Linked DNA regions of Danio rerio: region 2 is linked to region 1. Evidence: chromatin contacts called from public Micro-C data. All regions are on one chromosome and are shown on one strand. The core of a region is the stretch at or near the end of the contact, and the rest is flanking DNA. Distances in the headings are between cores, read along the strand shown.

Region 1 (4,358 bases), core at 730-3,229:
CTCGAACCGGACCAAAGCACTCCTGTCTCCCCCGACGGCCCGTACTCACATTACAATCGGGCCTGGGCACGCTTACATCATCGATGATGCGCTGTTCAGTAAGCGCTCTCGCTCAGCACAGTGGAGATTTCTCTAGTTATATCAATTTAGTCCTTAGGGATGAGGTGAAACGCAGTCAGATAGTTCGCCGAACAGATCAGCCACTTTTGACGCTCATAAACAATCATAAAGTCCTCGTGCTGCAGGAATTAGGAGGTTTGCTGAAGGTGCGCAGCTGTCGTGCAGAGAGTATTTAATAAACTACAGCAGTTCCCTTAAAAGTCACGTCTCCCTTTCAGTTTCGGGCATTGGCGTGTTTTGAACTCTCACACAAGTGTACCGTGCCAAAGCCCAAGTGAACCATGCTGAGCCCGATTCAGCGCACTCACACTTCTCAAGCAATCTGGGAAACGGGCCTGGGCAGGGTACGGATAGCATAGTGTGAGTAGGGCTATAGTGTACAACCAAGCACAAGTGGTCGGAACACAAGCGAGTCGCAAGTAATGAAGTATTAATTGATTCTCCCAAAGATAAGTGTGTCTTTAGCTCCACTCAGGCTCTGCCTCTTTGCCCTTATTTGGTTACCCCCAGTTGGAGCGATGACGCACGAACAAAATGGGGCCGGTTGGCCACACCCACTTGCAGCATTATATGCGCTTATAAGAAACCTATGGGTGACGTCACGGATACTACGTCCATACCTTTTACAGTGTATGGAATGAATGTTTTCTGGTATTGTTTGGTTTAAATGATTTTAAAATCATTTAATCTCTACTAAACTAATTACAGAAATAAAACAAATAAGACCTTGTCCAGAACACAGAGACAATTTACTCTAAAACAACCATATTTTATAAAAGGGTACTTCAGAATAGGAGTGATCCATATTTATATAAACTAGGGCTGCGCGATATTGGGAGAATCTAATATTGCGATATTTTGCAAGTCTGTGATGAATATTGCAATATGAATACAATTTGACCAGATGACTTGAAAATATATTTGGAAAGGTTGTGTAATTGTTGGGACTGGGATGATTTAGTTGATGTGTACGTCTGCATAAAATCTAATAAACAAAGTAAAAGCCTAGTTAAATACAATAAAGAAAAAAGTTACAATCGCTAGCTATCTATCTAGCATTTCTTTATTAAGGTTACTAATGGAGCAATCCTAACAGTCATAGGCCTCTAAATCATGTGCAAACTGTACATTATATTCCTCAACATTGATATATAATAGACTCAACATTGCATATCTTGCAACGTGACTACTGCCATCGTTTACATTGCGATATCGATGCTGAACCAAAAAATTGTGCAGCCTTACTATAAACTCTACAACGCAATGCATTTTGAATATGATTTGAAGGCTCAGTTGTGTGTTAGTAACTCACCCTGTGCACTGCTGCCTTCCTCCATCCTCCAGATATTGACGCTTTTGTCCATGGAGCCTGTGGCGATGAGAGGGGCCGTGGGGGAAAATGCACAGGCAGTCACATACCTACCCAAAAAGAGTGATCAGTAACTTATACTGAGAGTTTTAACCCTTAATAATCAACACTCCGAACTCACCTGTCATGCTGGTGAAGTGTGTAAAGTAAGACGCCTTCATCCTGCAAAGGAGAAGTCATTATTATTTTTAATGTAAACCTTATGCTAATGACATCCAAGCGGGCTGAGCTGTCAATCCTCTTTTATTTTTGTTGGTTGGACAGAAATATGTGATGATGAATATGAATGAGACTCACAGCTTGATACACGGTGACGGTCTTATCCACTGATCTGTGGGGAAAGAGAAAGTGACATTTAAAAGGCGTTGAGTCAGACAGGCTCTCTGTGGCCTTTATGTGCAGTAAAATCGAGAGTCTGTCTGTCTGCTGACACACAGCGGATGAACAATCCATTTCATCAGAGTGTGTTATTTAGCAAAAAGACGTCAGCAGCACCGCCGCGCATTCATCGTTTGTGCTTCACACTGCTGACGTCTGTGACGGCAGAGCACCACCCAGCGGAAAACAGAGGAACTGCGAGCTAGAGTTTGGTGGCGTTTTCTGGATAAAATTAGAAGGATAGTTCACCCAAAAATGAAAATTCTCCCCATTTACTCAGCCTCAAGTAGTTCCAAACCTTTAGCAATTACTTTATTATGTTGAACACAAAAGTATTGACTTTTATTGTAGGAAAAACAAATACTAACAACAACAATTATCCATAAAAAACAAAAAAAGTCAGTGGTTACAGGTTTCCAGCTTTTTTCAGGATTTCTTCTTTGGCGTTTAGCAGAACAAAAAGGCTTATAAAGATTTGAAATAAGGGCGAGTAAATTATGACAATTTTCATTTTTGGGTGAACTATCTCGCTACTAAAGTTCAATAGGTTGATAGATTGTCTTAAGAAACTATTTTTGTTGTGCTGGTTAAAAGTCTCTTTACATTCTGATAGCAATCATTAAATTATATATTTAGATGTTTGTTTTTTTTTTAATATTGATTGGAAAGTGTAGAACCAAGAAAAGTTTGTCCGAATCAAAACATTTGGCCTGAACATTACGATGGGCTGTCCAACCTCCCTATCAAAATATGCATTTACCTCTGCGCATCCAGCTCATAAAGAAAGGATTGCATCATACTGTAGTTTTCTACAATTATAAGGTATAACATACTACAATACACCACATCTTACTGTAGTAAAACTAAAATATACTACAGTATTTTTTACAGTTGAGTTTATTAGTTATAACACACAACAGTTGTTTTTCATTTAAATTGCTGAATTTTGCAGAAAGGTGAAAAGTTTGTATCCCCAGTCATTTGGCTGATAAATGGACAAGCGTAGATTAGGCATAGGAGTCAATTAAAATATTTACAATGAGTAACGGATGGTCTATTTTTAATTTACTTTTAGGCTTCTTGTACATACAAGCCCCTAATTTACAGAATAGAGAGTGTTACTGCAAATTGTTGGTCTATGGAGGACGAAACCTGCAAAATTAAAAAAATATCCAATAAATGAAATAAATCCATAAATTCCAGCATAAATAAAATAAAAAATAAATAAAATAAATATGCAAATACATAAATAAATACATAATACAAAAATTCCTGCATGAATAAATATATAAACAATTAATGGTGCGGGCATGTAAACAATTAAATAAATTACACAAAAGTTGAGGAATAGGAAAATGCTCAACTGAAACTTAATTTTTTTCCCCTTTCAAACCTTTATTCAGTCTTGAATGTAGTTTCGTATTTACTTTTCCTCAGGTCAACATGCTAATGAGCAGGTGCCTATCAATCATCAGAAGGTGGTTTTTATGCCATCATTGGTTGGTCGTTAGAAAAGTTTTGCACTCGATTTTTTGACTGGCTTCTGATGATTGACATATCTCATTAGCAAGTTGATTTATAAGTTCTCATTAGCAAGTTTTGTCCTTCATATTGTTCATGTGTTGATGCTAAAGTGTAGATCTGTAGACCAGACATTTGCATTTAGCATGTGTGTTCACACAGCTTTTATTTATTTTTCCCATCACTGGTGAAATTGTATGCTGTTTCTTCCTTAAGGCATGTTTTAGGAACAGGTTTTAGGGCAGCACTTTCAAGCTACTGGTCTGACAATGGAAAAAAACAGCATTGTTTTGGCCTTGGTGCTTAAGTCTAGTTCTGTAATGTAATTATCTGTTTTCATCCACACATTTGTATGCCATTTTGGAATACTGCATTAAAAATGCTTAATGGAAATAGAAAGAGTTTTTTTTTTATTTGATAAGAAATAAATGTGCCTAAACTATAATGGAAACACATTTACTAAATAAATACCAGCATGCGCATCAAAAAAGTCATGTTATTTTGTTTTAACAGATCATGTTGTAACAAGTGTATGGGATGGTATTAATGAATAAGCAAGTGGACCGACCACATTGCAAAACATCTGAATTGTTGTTTCAAGAAATCACACTTAGCTGATGATTGATTATAAAGCTTGTTTGTCAAGCTGTTCAGGAGAGAGCCCTGAGCTCATAAGATCCTCGTGCCCCTGGCTCCCTCCCATTTGCAAGAGGGGAGTTTGAGCTCAGGTAGATCTCGAGAACTCCCCTGCTGTATTAGCTAATGAACAGATAGTGATTGCTCTTAAGAGATAACTACTTACTAGGAACATGTCTATGGTGCAGATTTGGATTAGTCAATTAACTTAAGTTGAATGTTTTTGGATGGTGGGAGGAAACCGGGAAACCTGGGGGAAACCCACATGAGCCCGGGGAGAATGCGTAAGCTCCGCACAGAAACGTTGGCTGGCTTGGTAAGGACAAGAACCAGT
Region 2 (4,358 bases), core at 856-3,355, 180 kb before region 1:
GCTGCCAGGCATACATTACAATAATAAACAAAACTTATTTAATAAGATGGAACATAACAGGATGGAAATACTAGGGTTCATTCGGTCATGGAAAACCTGGAAAAGTCATGGAGTTTTTACATGGTTGTTATGATTGACCGGTTACACTGTGACAATGGTATTTTCAAGTTTTGGAAAAGTCATGGAAAATAAATATCTGTATACATAAATATAGGTTATTTACTTATTTTCTGTCCTTGGCCAATCAAATACTCTCACATTATTAGTGCGTTGTGAGCATTATCTAAATCAATTTTACATATAAATTAAAACTAAATAGATTGTTGCGTGTTTTATGATATGTAATAAATTTGAACATGCATTGTTTTTCTTTTACCACGCATATGTAGATATTGCATGAAACATTAGGTCATGAAAATTTACCTGAAAGTCCTGGAAAAATCATGGAAAAGTCATGGTATTGTGGTAGTAAAAGTGTGTATGAACCCTGAAATACATAAAGATAAATGAGCAATCTTTTTTTGAAAATAGGGTCATTTTCCAAGTCACCTAGAGTTAAAAAGTTAGAAATAATTTGATCTTTTTTTAAAAAATGCATTTACCCTGGGTCTTGCTGGAGCACTTTTAGCTTAGCTTAGCATAGATCATTGAAGCTGATATTTAAAGCTTGACTCTTCAGTAGGTACATTACTAAGACTGACTGAGAATGAAAAATTGCTGTTTTCTAAGCTAATATGGCCTAGCCATATATTCGTTCATTCCAGCTTAATAATCAAGGAATCTGGCTGCTGTCCTATGGCTGCAGCAGGCACAATGATATTACGCCTGTGAAAGCACATTGGTTACACTTAGCCGATTTTCGGGCGCTGCATATACTGTAAAAAAAAAAAAAAAATATATATATATATATATATATATATATTAGGATAAAAAAGTGAGAACATAAATAGACAGACATATAGATAAATAAATGTATAATTATTTTTGTTTACTTTGGATTTATTAGTTCTACATTTAGCTATATTAATTAAAAGGATATGGATATAAAATGGATATATTTTTGTAAGATCTTTATGAAAACTTTTAGTTTTAAAAATTTTGATTAGATAAAGAGAATATTCTATAATATTTGTTAATAAATTGAGTTTTTCGTGTTCTAGAAATTATCAGGACAAATATAGTAAATATATTAGTAAAATGAATAACTCTTTAGAGTTAGGTGTCATTAGATTTTTTGGTTGATATTTCATTGTTGGTTCTTATGTACAGTATGATGCATCTCAAAGGTGTTATATACAGTAACAAAGGTGTTATCAAATTCTTAAATTAAAACCAAATAAAACTAGTAATAAAGACAATGGTTTTTGTTGTTTAAACTTATGGGTTTGAGATGTTTGATGGTGCATGATTCATTTCTTAATTATGGGCTTATATTTATTTATCAGGAAACTGTATAATACAACTTAAAATACAGTAAAAGAAAACAGTTCTTTTACACAATATTCATATTAGATACACAGGGTCTAAGCAAAACCAAAAAAGTACATTAAAAATAATTAAAGGAAATGATAATGCAAAAAAAAAAAACAATTAGCATGAAGGATCTCATTATATTTACTCAAGAAAGAAGCACATTTCTTATTATCAATTAATCTAAGTGATTTGATTAATTTTTCTATTTCACATAGGAAGTCTATAAAATATTTTTTTTAGGAACCTTTGTTTGTGAAAGTCAAATTTCCCAGCAAGTATAAGCATATTCACAGTGGCTTCTAACAACTTGTTTTGGTTTTCAAAATAACAAATAACAAGCAATATGAACTTAAATCATTCTAAAACAATGATTATATACTGCATAAAAAACAAGTGACAAATGTCTTCACACTCATTCATACAAAAGGTTCAAATATCAGTAACATCACAATATTTGGATGTGCACTACATGGGTAAAGTTTATATTTATTTTAAAAACTTGTGTAAGTATGACATGTTTCAGTCAGAGGTGGGAGGCGTGTTTATACTGCGCTGCCTGCTCTGATTGGCTGACTCGTCAGAGGGAGGAGTTGAAGGAGCGGGTTCCTTCACTCACGCCTTCACTCCAGTTGGAAAGTTGTACTGGCTAAGAAACGCGTGTGTAAGGACGACATTTAGCGGTATCTCAGTCAAAACAGGTAAGTTTTCGCCAATTTTTTAATTCTGAATTTATCTTTGTACTATAAACAATTAATAACTGACAAACTTGTTCGGTTCTGCTCTTGTTAGGTTACTATAAAGCGGCGTCCGACAAACACCTAAATAACGTAACGTTACTGTATCAAACATGCAAGATTTCTTTATTGATTTTACAGTTGTTGTTTTTCTAAACTCAGTTTAGTTTAATACATGAAGTTTACCGTTTCAAATTAGACTTCAACCTTGTTTGTGTGGTCTGTCATTCTCATGTCTGTTGTTGAAGCAGTGTTGATCATAATATGTACACAAACAGTTGAATGTTTTGCAATGCTGTGATATCATATTAAGCCATTGACTACTTTTTTTCCATTAAGAATGTGGTTTTTGACCACTCAAAATTGTAAATTGACCACAATACTGTAAGGCTAAATGGAAAGGAGGTGGACATCTCATTTGGATGTTTTGGATAAAATTGCTTTATTAACCATTTCAATGTGGTCATGTCATTGGCCCATGAACAATTCCTGCTAGTTATCAAACTATTTCATAGCAGTAAACAAGAGGCAGTTCAATCAAAACTTAATATTAAAACAGCTATTGTGGCATTATTTATCAATATGTGGCTCTTTTTAAATTCTCAAAAGCTATAGAAATTAAAAATGTATAGCATGAAATAAGTTTGCACCATTGTTTTTGATTACATCCCTCAAATTGGTCTATATTTGCACATTTTTTCAGTCACAACTTGTGACACGTATGGAGTTAGATTTAGTTTTTTACCAAGACCTTAAAAAAAAAGCAGTAATCACAATACTATGAATCTGTGGTATTATCCAAGCTTATCATAGCGTCAGAATCTTATACCGGCCCATCTCTAAATATTTTGTTTTTCTAAATGCAATGTGCCTTATTTTGGTCAAAAACTTCATAAGTTTGTTTAAATAATAAAGGCATACATTGAAAAATAAAGGCATACCCTGGCATACATTGGTTAAAAACCTTTTAACCCGCAAGCAAAGAAGATTCTAGATGTGCAATAAATGACAGCAGAAGAGAGTGTGCAATGAAAATTGTGGTAACTGCATTATAGGGCAATAGTTTATTTTTTTGCATTCCAAATTATTTTAATATCATTGACATTGACATTTTAAGCCCCACACGTTATTTAATTATATGGTTGTTTTTTTATTTGCAATCTTTTATTTTTTAATTGCTGTGTACTTAATTTTTTCCCAGTGATGAGTTGCGGCTGAAAGGGCATCCGCTGCGTAAAACATGTGCTGGATAAGTTGGCGGTTCATTCCGCTGTGGCGACCCCGGATTAATAAAGGGACTAAGCCGAAAAGAAAATGAATGAATGTACTTAATTTTCCCCTAAAACTAAATAATTTTGATTGAATAATAAAGAAACAAATCTAACTCCATAGACATTTACTATGGTACTTTAAATATTCGGACTGAAATCACATATAAATATGACTTTAAAACAAAATTTGCACTATTTAATTGACTGTGATCAATGTTGTACTTTGATAGTCGATGACTGCTAATATGATTTCACTATTTAGAATTTGCGAATAATACTTTTCTTTGTTATATTTTTAAAGAGAAAGTCCAAATATGAGAATATAAAACCAAATTTTCCTTAATATATGGATCTTTAAATCCACAACTTGAAGCCTGAGAGTTTCTTTACACACACACATGCTGCTGATTTTGGAAAAATGTGATGTATGACTTTCCATACAGGGTCACCGTGAGCCAACTGACACTGAACAGGTGTGCACACATTTGACAAAGTAATGGAATGTGTTTGTTGTTGCATTTGTAAAGGTCAGCTGAACCAAGACTGTGGCCATTTCTTCATGCCTGTTTGCTATTAAAACCATGCATTTTTTTCTGGTCTCTTTTCAACACCGTAGCCCCCGAAGCCTCTTGATTCAGTTAGTTAATGTTTTCAGTTCAGTAGACGTCTGTTATTGCTGCCCTCGGCCAGAAAGTAATCAGATCACTTGCGGTAAGCAGAGTAGGATTTCATTTTTAAAGCTCGCTGCCATTGTTCTGATCACCGAATCTGTTTGTTGCACGCTCTATTGAACCCTATCGAATTATATTGAATTTTGCAAAAGCAAGCGCGCGGACCACATGCCTTGTGGGTGTTCGTGAAAGAAGATATTGTCCTTATC

The links. Hi-C and Micro-C count contacts between places; a contact is called where the count stands out from the background.
Region 2: a contact with region 1 is called in a Micro-C map of caudal fin, with 10 times the contacts expected there. The contact joins the promoter of tanc1a here to the enhancer-like site in region 1. A contact is called at or near these places in 3 of 18 Hi-C or Micro-C datasets (caudal fin, hematopoietic stem cells and an unstated tissue).

The regions. Positions count from the first base shown.
Region 1 is chr6:12,975,627-12,979,984 of GRCz12tu, reverse strand. It overlaps wdsub1 (WD repeat, sterile alpha motif and U-box domain containing 1), which reads right to left. Exons shown (of 12, transcript NM_001077769.1): 5 at 1,787-1,820; 6 at 1,611-1,651; 7 at 1,433-1,539. Among named protein-coding and RNA genes, the nearest start is that of wdsub1, 9.3 kb to the right of the region's middle. Within about 2 kb of position 1,979, at least 15 of the 62 cell types and tissues checked have an H3K27ac peak or open chromatin away from gene starts, as enhancers often do.
Region 2 is chr6:13,158,562-13,162,919 of GRCz12tu, reverse strand. tanc1a (tetratricopeptide repeat, ankyrin repeat and coiled-coil containing 1a) reads left to right here and starts at 2,105. Exons shown (of 27, transcript XM_005165845.5): 1 at 2,105-2,171.